Regions from separate parts of the Mus musculus genome. Here region 2 is linked to region 1. A link is a contact called in public promoter capture Hi-C data. All regions are on one chromosome and are shown on one strand. Each heading gives the region's core, a stretch centred on a gene start, on an enhancer-like site or on the middle of the called end of the contact. The rest is flanking DNA. Distances are from core to core; before and after follow the strand shown. Region 1 overlaps Gm32746 (a long non-coding RNA gene). Region 2 has its middle 17 kb from the start of Gm46767.

What was found. Capture Hi-C pulls out chosen DNA fragments and counts their contacts.
Region 2: a contact with region 1 is called in a promoter capture Hi-C map of adipose tissue. The contact joins two enhancer-like sites. A contact is called at or near these places in 10 of 39 promoter capture datasets (the 3T3-L1 cell line, 3T3-L1-derived adipocytes, the HPC-7 cell line and 5 more) and 1 of 9 other capture datasets (adipose tissue).

Annotation. Positions count from the first base shown.
Region 1 is chr2:136,501,444-136,509,109 of GRCm38.p6, reverse strand. Gm32746 (a long non-coding RNA gene) reads left to right here. Exons shown (of 2, transcript XR_375015.3): 2 at 1-952. Among named protein-coding and RNA genes, the nearest start is that of Gm32746, 6.9 kb to the left of the region's middle. Within about 2 kb of position 4,574, at least 11 of the 459 cell types and tissues checked have an H3K27ac peak or open chromatin away from gene starts, as enhancers often do. A contact at or near this core is called in adipose tissue, where this site is marked.
Region 2 is chr2:136,845,867-136,852,493 of GRCm38.p6, reverse strand. No RefSeq gene overlaps it. Among named protein-coding and RNA genes, the nearest start is that of Gm46767, 17 kb to the right of the region's middle. Within about 2 kb of position 1,938, at least 2 of the 459 cell types and tissues checked have an H3K27ac peak or open chromatin away from gene starts, as enhancers often do. A contact at or near this core is called in adipose tissue, where this site is marked.

The sequences.
Region 1 (7,666 bases), core at 3,325-5,824:
CCATTTTGGAGAAATTGTATATTTATTTACATTTGTATATTAATGTATTACTAGTATACCTTAAGAAATGTTTAATTTATACAGCTACTGATAGGTTTTATTGTAGTCATGTCCATTTTTAGAAATTGTTCATTTTCTTTTTATGATCAGTTTAAATGCCTGTGACTGTGAGCATATAAATACAATAGGTGTCCATTAAGATCAATATATATGTCATTTTCCCCACCGTATAGCAAACATTTTCCAGTTAAATAAAGTCAAGCTACAAAGCTCTTGTCCTCTAGGGGAAACTAGTGTTTTCTAGAGTGTGTGTTTAAATTCACCAGGCCTGCTTCAGAGACATGAATCTCATTTGCACATAAATCTGTGATTTGTTCCTTTTGGACTCATCAGTGTGAACAAGTATGAGAAATCACAGGCATTTATAAAGATGTTCTGCAGGAAAACCACTCGATATCAAAGGTCAGGCTAAACCATTTCCAGATTACATGTCAGCCATTCTTTCTCTCATTCAGCAAACCGTTTACACATAAACTAGACTGGAGAATTTAACCAATGCTTACTTTAAAAGCTCTATTTGATTTGATCTGAGTAAGGCTTAAGGTATTCACTGAGATACTTGATTATGTGATTTCTTATATTACCTCCTTTGTGGTTAATATCTATTAGATGGCATTATAAAAAAATGAAAGTTTGGAAACTATGACAGCTCAAATTATTGAAACTGAATTTAGATAATTACACAAATTGTCATATTTATTATAATCTATTTTGCTTATTAGTCTCAATGGACAGTTATTTAATTTAGAAATATTACTTGCCACTTATCCATAACAGAATAAATATTCTTTAATGGTAACTGATTATTGAAAGTAAATTAAAACAAGCAAATAAACACAGTAGAAGAGAAATAAAAAATTGGTAACTGTAGTCCAATAAATTTATGTCAATATGCATGTTTTCTGATTAATGCTTTGTGTTTTTTGTGTTATTTCATTTAATCAATACAACAACCTCCTAGTCCACTCAGGCAAATTTAACCAATAAGATTTTTACTTGTGAGTTTACAGAAATTGCCTAAGTTCAGAACTAAGCAGTGGTAGCCCTAGGATATTTCCTGCCCTAAACCCTTTTTCTATTACCAGGACCCTCAGGTCCTTCTGGGATGCTACATCGTATCCTAAGTGATGTAGGTAGTGGAAAGGACTAATAGGGCACACAATGAAATAATCTCAGTCCTTGAAATACTGCAAATGGGAAGATCCATCTTGGAAGCAAAGCAATGTTTTGTTTTGTTTTTATTTGTTGTTGTTTTAATTCCCACCGAGCAACCAGACCAATTTCATTCATTGCAATTAAGGAAAAATCTCAAAGCCTTGAGTAGGTAGATTTCAAATTCTGTACTAATATTCACTCTAGCAGTGTTAAATGTAATTGTATTATGTTTATTTCCCATGAATGAAAGCAAGTTAATAATATTGAGTAGACTTTTAGATATAATCTACTGATTATTAAGTCTGATTTTCCTATTAATCATACTTATACAAAACATTACTCAGCAAATAGCGCCTTCATTTTGACTCTTATAGTTGGAGGGTGCTTCTTTACCCAATGGATCTTTCACTATGTTGAGACTTACTTTGGCCAGGAGAATGTAAAGCAATATGGGAATGTACTTGTACTTTAAAAGGCTACACACAGAGGAGTAAGCCTGATATAGTTGTCTCCTGAGAGCTTCTGCCAGAGCCTGACAAATACAGAGCCTGATAAATGCAGAGGCACATTTCGAGATAAGAATGTGAGCATGCATATGGTCATATGGAGAATTTATATGGTGATGTGAAGAAGTCAAAGTTGAAAATTTACCTCAATGGATTCAGGCTAAAACAGAAATATGAATTCAAATCTTGGTGAGTATGATTATTTCTTAGTTTTATCATTACTGGATCAAATCACCAACAAGAACAGCTTAAGGAAGGAAAGCTCTCTTCTGCTCACTGTTACAGAGGGTTTCTTAAGGTGGTGGGGCCATGGCAGGGAAACTTAGACCATGGTGCACAGCAGAGTGGAACGCAAAGGCCAAGGACAAAGCATCACAACCAAGGACACCTCTTCCTGACCTATTTCCTCTAAGTAGGGATTTGAATCTTGAATACATCAATGGATTAAACCATACATGAAGTCAAGGCGATCCTTCATTATGTGACAATCTCTGAAAAGGCCCACACAGACATTCTCAGATATGTGGCTGACTAATCTCATGTAATTTTCAAGTCCACTTGAGTTGACATTTAGAATTAGTAGTGAGTGTATACATATACATATACATATACATATACATATACATGGTATAAGTTATTATATATTTTCAAGATAACACAAGTTATCAACTATCTGAAGAAGAATATTCTGTGAAAATTTTTGTTGCAGTAGTCTTCATTCTAGTGTCTTTTAACAGGTGCCTTCAGGTAAAACACTCATGCCATGGTTGTGTTTTCTGTAAAGTAGTTGAATGCTTCCTGAAGAATCAATTGCATTGAAATAGTAAGTGAAGTGTTGACTCAGACTGGTAGAGCAAATCTAGCAGTTGTGCATTGCATTGAGTTATGAATTGTTTTCAGCTCACTGAAGACCCTTTAGTGTGTATTTTCAGGATTTTCATTGTGGGACTTATTAGTAATGAATTGTTTGTCATCAGAAGCCAAGAGTCAATGGAGACACCTTATGCTTACCAGTGCCAAAATAAGCTGACATACCACAGTGTAACAAACCTGCCTACACGGTACCACCACTTGGGCATGTTTTCCAAATCTGGCATAGCAGGTTTTTACCGCAGACAGAATAATTGTCTCTTAAATGTTCTTGGTCCTGACTGAGACGTGATTGGACATAATGCTATAGCCAAATTTTAAAAGCTAAATAATATTTTCTCTAGCTTTTGTAGTCATACAAAAATTAAGAGGCTTTTGATTCATGTATTATCCTCTATGTTATCTCAGAAACAAAAGAAAATTGTGACAGGGTTGTAATTCATCTACTTCCTTTCAATATGATTCTTAATTATGTAAAGTCAGAGGACATAAAGTTCCATGCTCTAGAGCATCACACAGTAACTTTAACCATAGTGGCTCTACTGTGCTACTACTCTGACTCTCCAGACCTCTTTGTGGCATTCAAAACTAGAGACATGTGCCTTTGCCAAGTCCCAGGCAACCAACATTCCACTCTCTATGGATCTGACAACTTTCGAGACTTTCTATAAGTGGGATCACATAAAATAATTTGTCTTGTTATGACTGGAGTTTATTTTCTTTAGTGAGATTTCATTAATGTCCTCAAAATTTATTGATATTTTAGTATGCACAGGGTTTGTTTTTAAGGTTGAACAGTATTCCATTGAATGTATACGTTATATTTTATCTGCACATTCAGCTGTCTATACACGCGTGAATTACTGCTACCAATTGGCTATTGTGAGTTATGAACATGGGTGAGAAAATTCTTTAAAACCTTGCTTTAGAATTATTTTTAGTGTGCAGAGTTGAGGCTGCTGGATCACATGATAATTATTTTGATATTTTGAGGGATCACACGGGCCACATCAGTCTACACTCCCACCAAAAGTACCTGTGTTCTATTCTTTCTAAGTACTTATTAACATCTTTTATTTTTATCATTTTAAATTGTGGTGTTTCTTATTATTATGGGGCAATATCTCATTATGGCTTAGATTTGCATTTCCATAATGATTAATAATATGGAACACCATTTCATGTATACATTGGCATACATGGCACGTTCTTTTGGGGGAAATGTTTATTAAAACCTTTGTCACATTAAGTAGGGTTGTTGTTAATTAAGGTTTTATGCATTTTGGAGATGAAATATTGTCAGATAGACAATTGAAAAATGTTCTTCCTCATTATGTGGGTTGCCTTCTCAGTCTTAATTATGTCTTTTGATGCACAGAAGCTTTTAATTTAAGGTAGTCTATATTATATTTTTTACATTTTTAGCCTATGCTTTTAGTATCCTCTCCAAGAAATCATTGCCAAAGCCATTCATTTGCTTTTAACAAAATCTGTCTTGTAAGACATAAAAGATAATTTGCAATGTAAATCAATTGGATAGCCTGAATTAATTTTTTCATTCAGAACACAAGATATTAAAAACAGATAAAAGCAGAACTGTCAAATTGGAAGTATATTGAAACTCACCCTGTAATTTTTGAAGGAAAAAAAATAAGTGCATCTTGTTTGCTTAGTTTGACTCTCCTAAGTATTGCACCTTGATGTGGTTATAGGGCCTTTGTGGAAACACAGTAGGAGTGCTTTGAAGCCAAAGCACAAGAGGTCTTTGTTTGGCCTATACTGCTTAGTTTAGTGAGTCTTAGCAGCTTGTTCACTGCTTTGAGCACTAAGAGGAAAATCCATAAGAAGAAATGCTATTTTCTTCTCAGAATCTGGGATTCCGGTGCAGCAATTTGTTTTTGGATTGCTTAACAGAACAGAAATGGGGCTAAGACCCAAGAGTGTTGGAACTCGGATTTCCACTGGATATTACAAAGAACTTACAGAGAACAGGCTGCCCTGTGAGAAACAGACTCTCATCCAAATGTCCCTGGAGAAACTAGGCAATTCCTTCTCAGGACTCCTGCAGAAAATATTTCTTTGCTGGATGAGAAGCATATTAGACAACTGACTGTGTTCCTTTAAGTCAAAAGGGTGGAGGTTTGCAGAGAACCCCTAGATGAATCACTGATACATTAAAAAGTCTCAGAAATGAATCCTCACCTAACTGAATTTAGTATTTGTTTTTGAAATCCATATAGAGACTAAAGGGTAGTTAGTTCTCTGGTTTCAGAAAGATCTGGAATGAAGTAGACCCAAAGATAGGCTCTGGGAGTCTGAGGAGGGATGTAAAACAGAAAGGCAGAGGGCTTGAAAGCCAGCCTCAACAGAGTCAACAGGACCAATTTTGATGTCATTTCTTATTACGTTGTTTCCATCAACTTTATCCTTTCCATCATGAGCAAATGCCAAAGGTCACACAAGGAGCCTTTACTGGGTTGCAGCCATAGTCATTAGCCCTGAATGACAACAGACAAAATGACAATTGACTCTTTTTAGGTGCCCAGAAATTCCTCCAATCCAATTTAACTCTTTCCTTGGTTCCTTTCAGTTTTACTACTCTCAGAGCTCACATGTGGCCTCCTGTTCTTGCCCTTTCTGCAGTCATCTTCCCACCTCCACAGCTCCTTTCTCCTTCTTTCCTAGAGTCCTTAACCTCAGATAAGCCTGGGATTTCCTCTTCTTTACTCTCAGAATCAAGCCCGTGAGCCATCCCTCATTTCCCTGGTCCTCTTAGATATGTCATGGTATGAATTCGTGGAGCTCCAATGAGGAGAACTGACTGCAACCTTCTTGAATGATACTTGCATGACAGTCAATTTTGAGAACTATTTCTGTGTTATAAAGCACATGTAAGCAGTCAGTACATAGGGCTACCACTTTAAGGCATGGTTTAGTAGTGTAACCTATTCCCTGCAGTTAGATCAGCCCCTTCTACTTCTGTGTATAAAGGTGGAAACTATGCAATGAGGATAATTTTAAAATTCATGGCCAGATTCTGTTCTCAGTCAACCAAATTATACCAGCTTTATTCTGTGGAGATGATATTGGACTAGACTAGAGTGTGGATAAGTGTTATAGCACACTAGATAGTGATATATCGGATAGTGATATATCACACTAGATAGAATTTATTGATTTCTGTGGTTTTCGACATTTACTGAGTGTAGAATGAAGTTGTTAGTTTTTCTTATACACCATGATTTTACCATTTTTTTAAAAAAATATGAACTGCTCACCTACATGTTATACAGAGTTTTTCAGTTTTTTGGATAGAATGTCTGGGAAAAGTTAGGATATGAGGAAGTCCAAAAGATCTGAATAGGTTGAAATATGAGAGCTAAGAATTGGTGTTAAGAAGTTATAATATGACTGACAAAGGGACTCAAATAATCAGAGTCTTTTACAACCAAAATTATATGTATGTACATAAAATACAACAACTTACCCACAAGAACTCAAACCCAAGGCACTTAGGGTAGATGTTTATCAGACAGAACAGGAGACAAAAATTAACCTGTTTGTTTTCATTGAATCAGAGCTGTCAGAGGGAGGAAGGAAAATAGAATTCTCAGTCAGCGTCATGTCAGCACTTGAAGTGTCATTCCACCACACTGGCATGTTTTCTCTACAGTGTCCACTGTTTCCAGTCACCAAAGCTAGAAACAGAACTTAATGTCCACTCACATGCCATAAAGGCCACTCTGAAAACATACCATCCACTTGAGTGCATTGGTTTTCTTTGCTGCTTGAAATCAAGGGGGAATATTCCATACCTGGTCAAAGCAACAGCTTCCTTAAGCTTTCCCCCTGTCAAACATTTTATCCAAATTGCTAGAGAAGGTGGAATTTTATTTTTTTCCCCTCTCTGCTTGGTCAGGACTTGATATAGATGATAACACTTGTTTCCTGGTAAATGAGGCTTACAGCTAAAATCAGCTACTGCAAGACACACAGAGGCTGACACGGCTGTTTTTGAGAAATAGAAGCCAGAACTTTTAAAACAGGAAACTGATTTTCCTCTCATCCCAAACATGCATGTTACTTACTTTCCTCATATCAAGGAGAAATTAGCTGAACATCTGACAACCTCACCTTAATAAAAAAATCTAGTTGTTGACAGCATTCTGGCAGTCCTCTCGTGTGGCTCTCCACTGCACTCTTCAGAAGGGGGACTCTTTCTTCGTGGGCCGGAAGGCTGAGAGGCGTCCACCAAGCATCTGAGAACTGACTCTCTTTCCATTGCCACCCAGTGTTTTCTCTGTAGCATTTCTAGACTCCAGTACCCAGCCTTTGTCCTTGTTGAGGTCATAGTTTTTACCCATTTCTCCTTTGAAAATGTAAAAAATAGCTAAGATAAAAGTACCTGTGGCTACTATCAAGTAGACGGCATATAGGGTACCAACAATAGCTGACGCAAGAATGAGATCCACAAAGAAAATGATCAGCTGGACCAACATGTCTTCATTTCCTCTTGTTCACAGGATGTGTTTGAAAAGTCCCAAAGCACTCACTAGGCAATTATGTCTTTGAAAAATATGAGCAGAAAAAGGCCATTTCAGAATATGCTAATGGAATTTGTGATTTCTCCAAGTATATACCAAGGGAAACTTAATATGATGAAACTTTTGATTTCCCAACTAGTACAAAATAGTGGCTAAAAGTCAAGTCCGGACCATTGCTTCATCACTGATCTTATAATGGGGAGAAACACAGGGTTCATCTTATTCCCTGATTCACTAGGATCATAGACTGCTGAGCAATGGCACTAGGCTACCATGCATTGTCAAGAGTTCTGTATAAAATTCTATATTTCTTATGAAACTGAAGAAGAACGAAGACCAAAGTGTGGACACTTTGCCCCTTCTTAGAATTGGAAACAATCACCCATGGAAGGAGTTACAGAGACAAAGTTTGGAACTGAGATGAAAGAATGGACCATCTAGAGACTGCCATATCCAGGGATCCATCCCATAATTAGCCTCCAAACGATGACACCATTGCATACACTAGCAAGCGTTTGCTGAAAGGACCCT
Region 2 (6,627 bases), core at 689-3,188, 350 kb before region 1:
TCCAATGGGCCAAGCAGAAGAGGGTGTCTTACCAAGAAAAACCTGAATAAGCTCTCTAGCTCCACATTAAAAATGAGTAATTTTTGAGGCTGCACAGTTGACACGTGCATTGTTAATTCCTGCTTGCTTTGTTATAATAAACTCACTCTCTGCTGTGTGGGCTTTGATCACAGTTGCCTAGATTCATTTTCAAGGCCCTGGAGGATGGGTTTTCTGAAGAAATTTCCCTCTTGAGTCTGCCTATAGATGTCTAATAGGCAGACAGGAATAAGATGAAAAGCTTTTACATCTGTCTTCATGCTATTTCTGCTTCTGAACTGGCTAGTTTTTTTGTCAACTTGACATAGGATAGAGTCACCTGGGAAAAGGGAATCGCAATTAATTAAATGACCCCATATCATAAGATTGTCCTCTAAGTAAGCCCGTAGTGCATTTTATTGAGTAATGACTAATGATTGGTATGGGAGGGCCCAGACCATTCTGGGAGGGGCTACCCCTAAGCAGGTGGCACTGGCTAGTGTAAGACAGCAGGCTGAGCAAGTCAGGAAGAACAAGCCAGTAAACAGCAAGTCTCCATGGTTAATATTTCAGTTCCTGCCTCTTAGGTCCTGACCTGCCTTGAGTTCCTGCCCTCAAATGATAGATTATGGTCATGACATGTAGACCAAATAAATCCTTTCCTTTCTAAGTCAATTTTGGTCATGGTGTTTTATTACAGCAATAGAGACCCTAACTAATGCAGCCTTCTTTGCCATCTTAACCTTTTGTCTAAAGACACATAACACCCATTATGAGCAGAAACACCAGACTTTAAAAAGAGCAACAACAGGGACCAGTGAGATGACTTAGCCATTACAGGCACTTGCTGCCAAGCCTGATAACTTGAGTTTTCCTGAATCCCACACTGCAAAAGGTGTGGACCAATTTTCTACACATTGTCCTCTGACTTCCATAAATATATGACAGCAAAAAAGAAGCAAAGGAAGAGTGGTATTGTAGAGCTCTCGTGGACAGCTAGAGTTATAGGTTCTAAGTGATTTTATCAAAGAATTGAGAAAATATTAGCAAACGTGATAGTGAGAAAGTTTATCTAGAAGAGACACAAACAGGAGAAGGTGGACACACTGTAAAAGAAAATGATGCTGGGCAAGATGCCTCCAGGGCACCTTTTCTTTTGGAGCTTCTTTCATATGAGTTTAGACAGGGAAGATGCTGAGACCCTTGATTAACATTTGGGCTGTTATCACTCTGGGGAATTTACATGCATGCAAGTCATTCATCCCATAATTTTAAGTGTATATATGCCCCATTGTGCCTAACAGGTTGTTTCAAGGACCAGCTTGCCCTCTCTGCCCTTGTGCAAAATGCTGGCTTCAGTTGGATTTCTTACAAGCAAGTAGCTTTTCAAAAACTATTCTGGTGGATCCATGCCTTTGAAATTGCCTTGCTAGGAGGCGTGGGGGAGACAGGGGGTGCCGTGGTGGGGATGCTGAGCTGATCAGACAGCTGATTTGGTTGATCCAGTTGAGTCCTCCAGATCTCTGGGTATCTTTGTGTAATTGACCTGAAGCTTTTGGCAAATCCATTTTGAGTGGCTGAGTCCTTTGGGGAAGGGGAGGGGGGGTGAACTGTATGTGCTTTCTCACATAAAAGAAGATGAAGTCAAGAAAAATTGAGAATAGAATAGGTATAAATGGAGAAAAAAAATTACTAAGTAAGTTCCATGTTTTCTTCTAGCATAGAGACCAGAAGGAGTTACATAAGACATTTTGTCCTATTAGCTCCATGAGGACATTTTGGACATTGTGTTGGACTATTCCCATTACAACATAGAAACAATGTTCTTCTTTAAATGACATCCAGGCTCTCCCTTGCCTCATAATAAATGTTTAAGGCCCTGTTTTGAAGAACCATTTTGTAATAGAATTGCTTTGGCCAGTTCGATTGAAATGACATAATTTATCTCAGAGTTGGGCAAGGCCCTGTGCTGTTTCCCTAACAGCCTTAGCTGTCGCTATTGGTAGCTGTTGTTGGATTTTCAGTCAGCTTGCTCCCAGGCAAGACTACCAGCCCCAAGTAATCTACTCGAGGCTCTACCAAGTGGCACATCAAAGAAGATGCTTACTTGCAAAGGCAGACATTGTTTTATATAGGAAAAACAATGAAAAGCATTTTCCCTGACAGTGTTGAGGTCTGACATCACATATCCAAAAGATCTCCAGAAAGTAGGTACTATTAGGCAGGCCTTTCATCCACGAATCCAACATGGTCCTTGAGAATGTGCTAGTTTTACTTTCAGATAAGAAAATCTGAGGTCTGTGTAAAACCATGTGTTCTGATAAGATCTCATGTCTGGATCTGAGTAGATGACAGGTTTGTAATCCCAAGGCTTACCTTGCAGAGTTTATCTCTGAACATCTAAATCAGTCTCTCTAGATGGGATACATCTTTTAGTTTGTTAGCTGGGTTTGTTACTTAGTCTTTGTAAACACAAAATGTCTCTGTTAGGATTTTTGTGGATCCCATAGGAGCTAACAAACTGTAGCTAGGAAGGAGAAAGAAATTTTCCTCCGTGGGTTTTTGTAGGTTAGGGATCAGCGAGAGTGAACTAGACCATTCATAAGATTAGTTAGAGAAGGCAGCTATGAAAAGCAGCAGAGAATAGAGGTCATTTTGAATAGGATTGTTATGGATAGCTTTAAGGTTAGTCATCCCTTAATAAATAAGTAGCTTTGTACTTTTTAACAGAAAACTATCTGGGCAAAAATAAGCATGAGTTTCCCATTCATGGGCTAGTGCTCCGTTCTTTCTTTATGTATACACATATACATAAAGTCTTATTACAGAACCAATAGCTATCCATTCAGAACAGGATTGGAAAGACTGTTCCTACATGTTTGCTTATTAAAAATTTATATTTATTTTTTGTGTTTTGGTTTGTTTGTTTACTTATTCACTTGACATCCAGTTTACTAAGCCCCTCCCACAAACCTTCTCCAATCCCCCTTTTGTTCTCTGAGCAAGTGGGGTTCTCTTGGGTATCCCCCCTCCTTTGCACATTAAGTCTCTGCAAGGTTAGGCACATCCTCTCCCATTGAGGCCAGACAAGACAGCACAACTAGAAGAACATATCCCACAGACAGGCAAGTGCTTTTGGGATAGCCCCAGCTCCAGTTGTTCAGGACCCACATGAAGACCAAGCTGCATATCTGCTACATATTTTGGGGGAGGCCTAGGTCTAGCCAATGTATGTTCTTTGATTGATGGTTTGAGATCCCCAAGAGTTCACGTTAGTTGACTCTATTGGTGTTCCTGTGGAGTTCCTATCTCCTTAGAAGCCATAATCCCATCTCCTGCTCTTACATAAAAGTCCCCAAGGTCCATGAGTCAGCTGCTGTGTGGAGCCTCTCAGAGGATAGCCATGCTAGACTCCTGTAAGTCTAGCATGTTTGCTTTTAAGTAGGTGTTTCCTGAAGACCACTCCAGAACCGGTGGTGGTTGTGGATAACCTCAGTCTCAAGTGTCAACACATAGACAGCAAGGATGGGTGAGATTTAAAGGGGAAAAACTTTGATTGACTAGGCCAAAAGCTATGAGGTTTTTAGGGAATTGGAACATGAGAGTGAATAGAAATAATGTGTAAAGTAATAAAAAGAGTCAAAGGAAAGTTTTTCTTAAAGGATTTATACTGTTGAAAAGCAGGACAAAAGTTCAACTAATGTTAGCTCCTGCATGTATAAGAATGATTCCACCAAGGAAGTAGTTATGCTCTTTTCCAATATAAGAAGGATTATTTCCAGAAAAATCTATGACCTAGAATCAGAATAGTATCTGTCTTTAAGCATCTGATCAATCAGTACTTATCTGCTTGGCTGCATATTTTCAGAAGAGGAATTTTGGAGTTTCCACTGCTTCATAGTACATTTTTTTCTATCCTGGACTTTTCAGACATAGGAGCCCCTAGAGTGACAGGCTTCACCAAGAGATGCACACACATCTATCCATCCTTGTAACAGTTAAGGCTGTAGTGCAGTGTCCAGTGGTTGTACAGCAATTTCCACTGCATTGAAACACTCCATTCTGCAGAAGACTGATTCAGATTCAGAAACTAAACAACCCACTTATATCAAGAAGTCCCTGAAACTTCCCAAATTTGAACGATCTCTTTCTTCCCATGGTAATATAAGTACTAAGACTTGCTGAGGAAAAGAGGCTCACAACCATCCGTAATGAGATCTGATGCCCTCTTCTGGTGTGTCTGAAGACAGCTACAATGTACTTAGATATAATAAATAGATAGATAGATAGATAGATAGATAGATAGATAGATAGATATTTTTTTAAAGTAAAGAACAGAGGACTTCCAGCCTATATTTTGACCTGACTACATATTGTACAGAGAGCTTTGGGATCCCAGTTTCCATGTGTCTTCATTCTTGCTAGGATGGGTTTTGTTGATGTAGCTGCCTATGCATCAACCATGTTCTTCCAATTAACCTCTTATCCATGCTCCTGTAAGTAACTCCAATAAACTCATTGGTTCACCAAATTTGACTTGCTGCTATCATTAGTCTGGTTTCTTGTTAGTTCTGTATCTGGGATTTGGTCATGTCTCCCCAAGAACAATGTCAAACAGTGTAATATCCCTTCTATGTAGGTATTAAATTTTCACTAGGAAGCTTTCCTTCCAGTTTTTTTTTAAGTTTATTTAATTTTTTATTTTATGTGTATGAGTGTTCACCTGATTGTATGTATGCATACCATGAACATATCTGGTACTTGCAGAGTCCCGAAGTGGAAATATATTGCCTAAACCAGGGCTTAAGGCAATTGTGAGCCACCATGTGGGTCCTGAGAACTGAACTTGAGTCCTGTAGAAGAGCAACAAGTGTTCTTAACTGCTGAGTCACATGCCCCACCCCCACCCCCCACCCTCGCCCAGGTTATTATCAACACTTGTTCTCCTTATCTGACCTTTAAAGATGGTAAGTTAAGGTCTGGATCCAGGTGTACTTAAGTCCTGTACTCCTGGATAGCTTGTTGGATGTTACCAAAGTCAATAAAAGATCTTAGTGGATGAGTAGCTAATTGTCTTCGTTTGGGTTTTATTGCTGTGAAGAGACATCATGACCACTGCAACTCTTATAAAGGACAACATTAAATTGGGACTGGCTTACAGTTTCAGAGGTTTTGTCCATTATCATCATGGTGGGAAGCATGACAGCATCCAGGCAGACATGAGGTTGGAGAAGAAGCTGAGAGTTCTACATCTTGATCCACAGGCAGCCAAGAGGAGACTGCTTGTCATATTGTGTGTACCTTGAGCATAGAAAACTTCAAAGCCTGTTCCATCAGTGGCACACTTCCTCCAACAAAGCCACACCTACTTCAACAAGGTCACATCTCAACAGAGCCACCCCCAATGGGCCAATAATTCAAACACATGAATCTATGGGGTCCAAACCTATTCAAACAATCACATTCCATTCCCTAACCTCCATGGGCTTATATAATAACATAATGCTAATGCATTTAGTCCAACTTCAGAAGTTCCTTTTGTCTATCACAGTCTCTACAATGTTTAAATGTCCAAAGTTCAAAGTCTCTTCTGAGATTCATGCAATTTCTTAACAGTAATCTCCTATGGAATCATAATAAAAAGCATATCACATATTTCCAACATATAATGGCATGTGATATGCATTATCATTCCAGAGTGTAGGGATGGAAGCACAGTGAGGAAATACTGGACCAAAGCAAGACCAAAACCTAGCTGGGCAAACTCCAAACTCTGCAACTCTATGTCCGATATCAAAGTACTCTTCAGATATCCAATTCTTTTCCTCTTTGCTGACTGTAACACATTTCTTTCTCTTGGGCTGGTTCCACTCCTTGATCCTAAAACCAGAACATGTGGCCGAAGCTGCCAAATTCTGCTGTTTGCTGGGGTTGGAGTATGCCCCCCTGTTCAATTACATGTTCACCAGCTTTCTGTGTTCAATGTTTTCTTTCACTTCCTAAGCTTAGCTGTTCTGGAACTTGTTCTGTACACCAGGGTGGGCTTGAACTCAGAGATCTGCATGCTTCTGTCTCCTAAGTGCTGGAATTAAAGGCCTGTGCCATGACACCTGGACCTAAGCTTTTCTTTAATCCCTTTTCACTATAGATCTTTATAAGGATGACCACTGCCTCAAAATCTGGATCAAAAGCATGTGTCATGTCACCTCAAGATATGGATCAAAAGCTTGTGTCTTTTAGCTTCAAGATCTGAATTAGACATGTTGTCTTCCTGCCTCAAGATCAGGACCAGCTGTGCCCTCCATTTCTGGATTGTAGTTCATTCTAGCTATAGTTAAGTTGACAACTGAGAATAGGCATCACAATAACATACCTATTAAAGAAACAACCTCCCATATAACATTCATCTGGATGAAGGCAGATCCTGGGAAACTGGGCCAATCTAGAAAATAGGGACTGGCCCCTTTAAGAAGGGCTGCTTCTTGATCCCCTCGTTTTCCTGACATCCCCATAACAACCATCACAAACTGCTAACAGCTGGCTGTAGTCGAAACAATTTAATCCTATTCCCACTAGCTTACAAATGAATAAGACTCAGACTATGGTTAT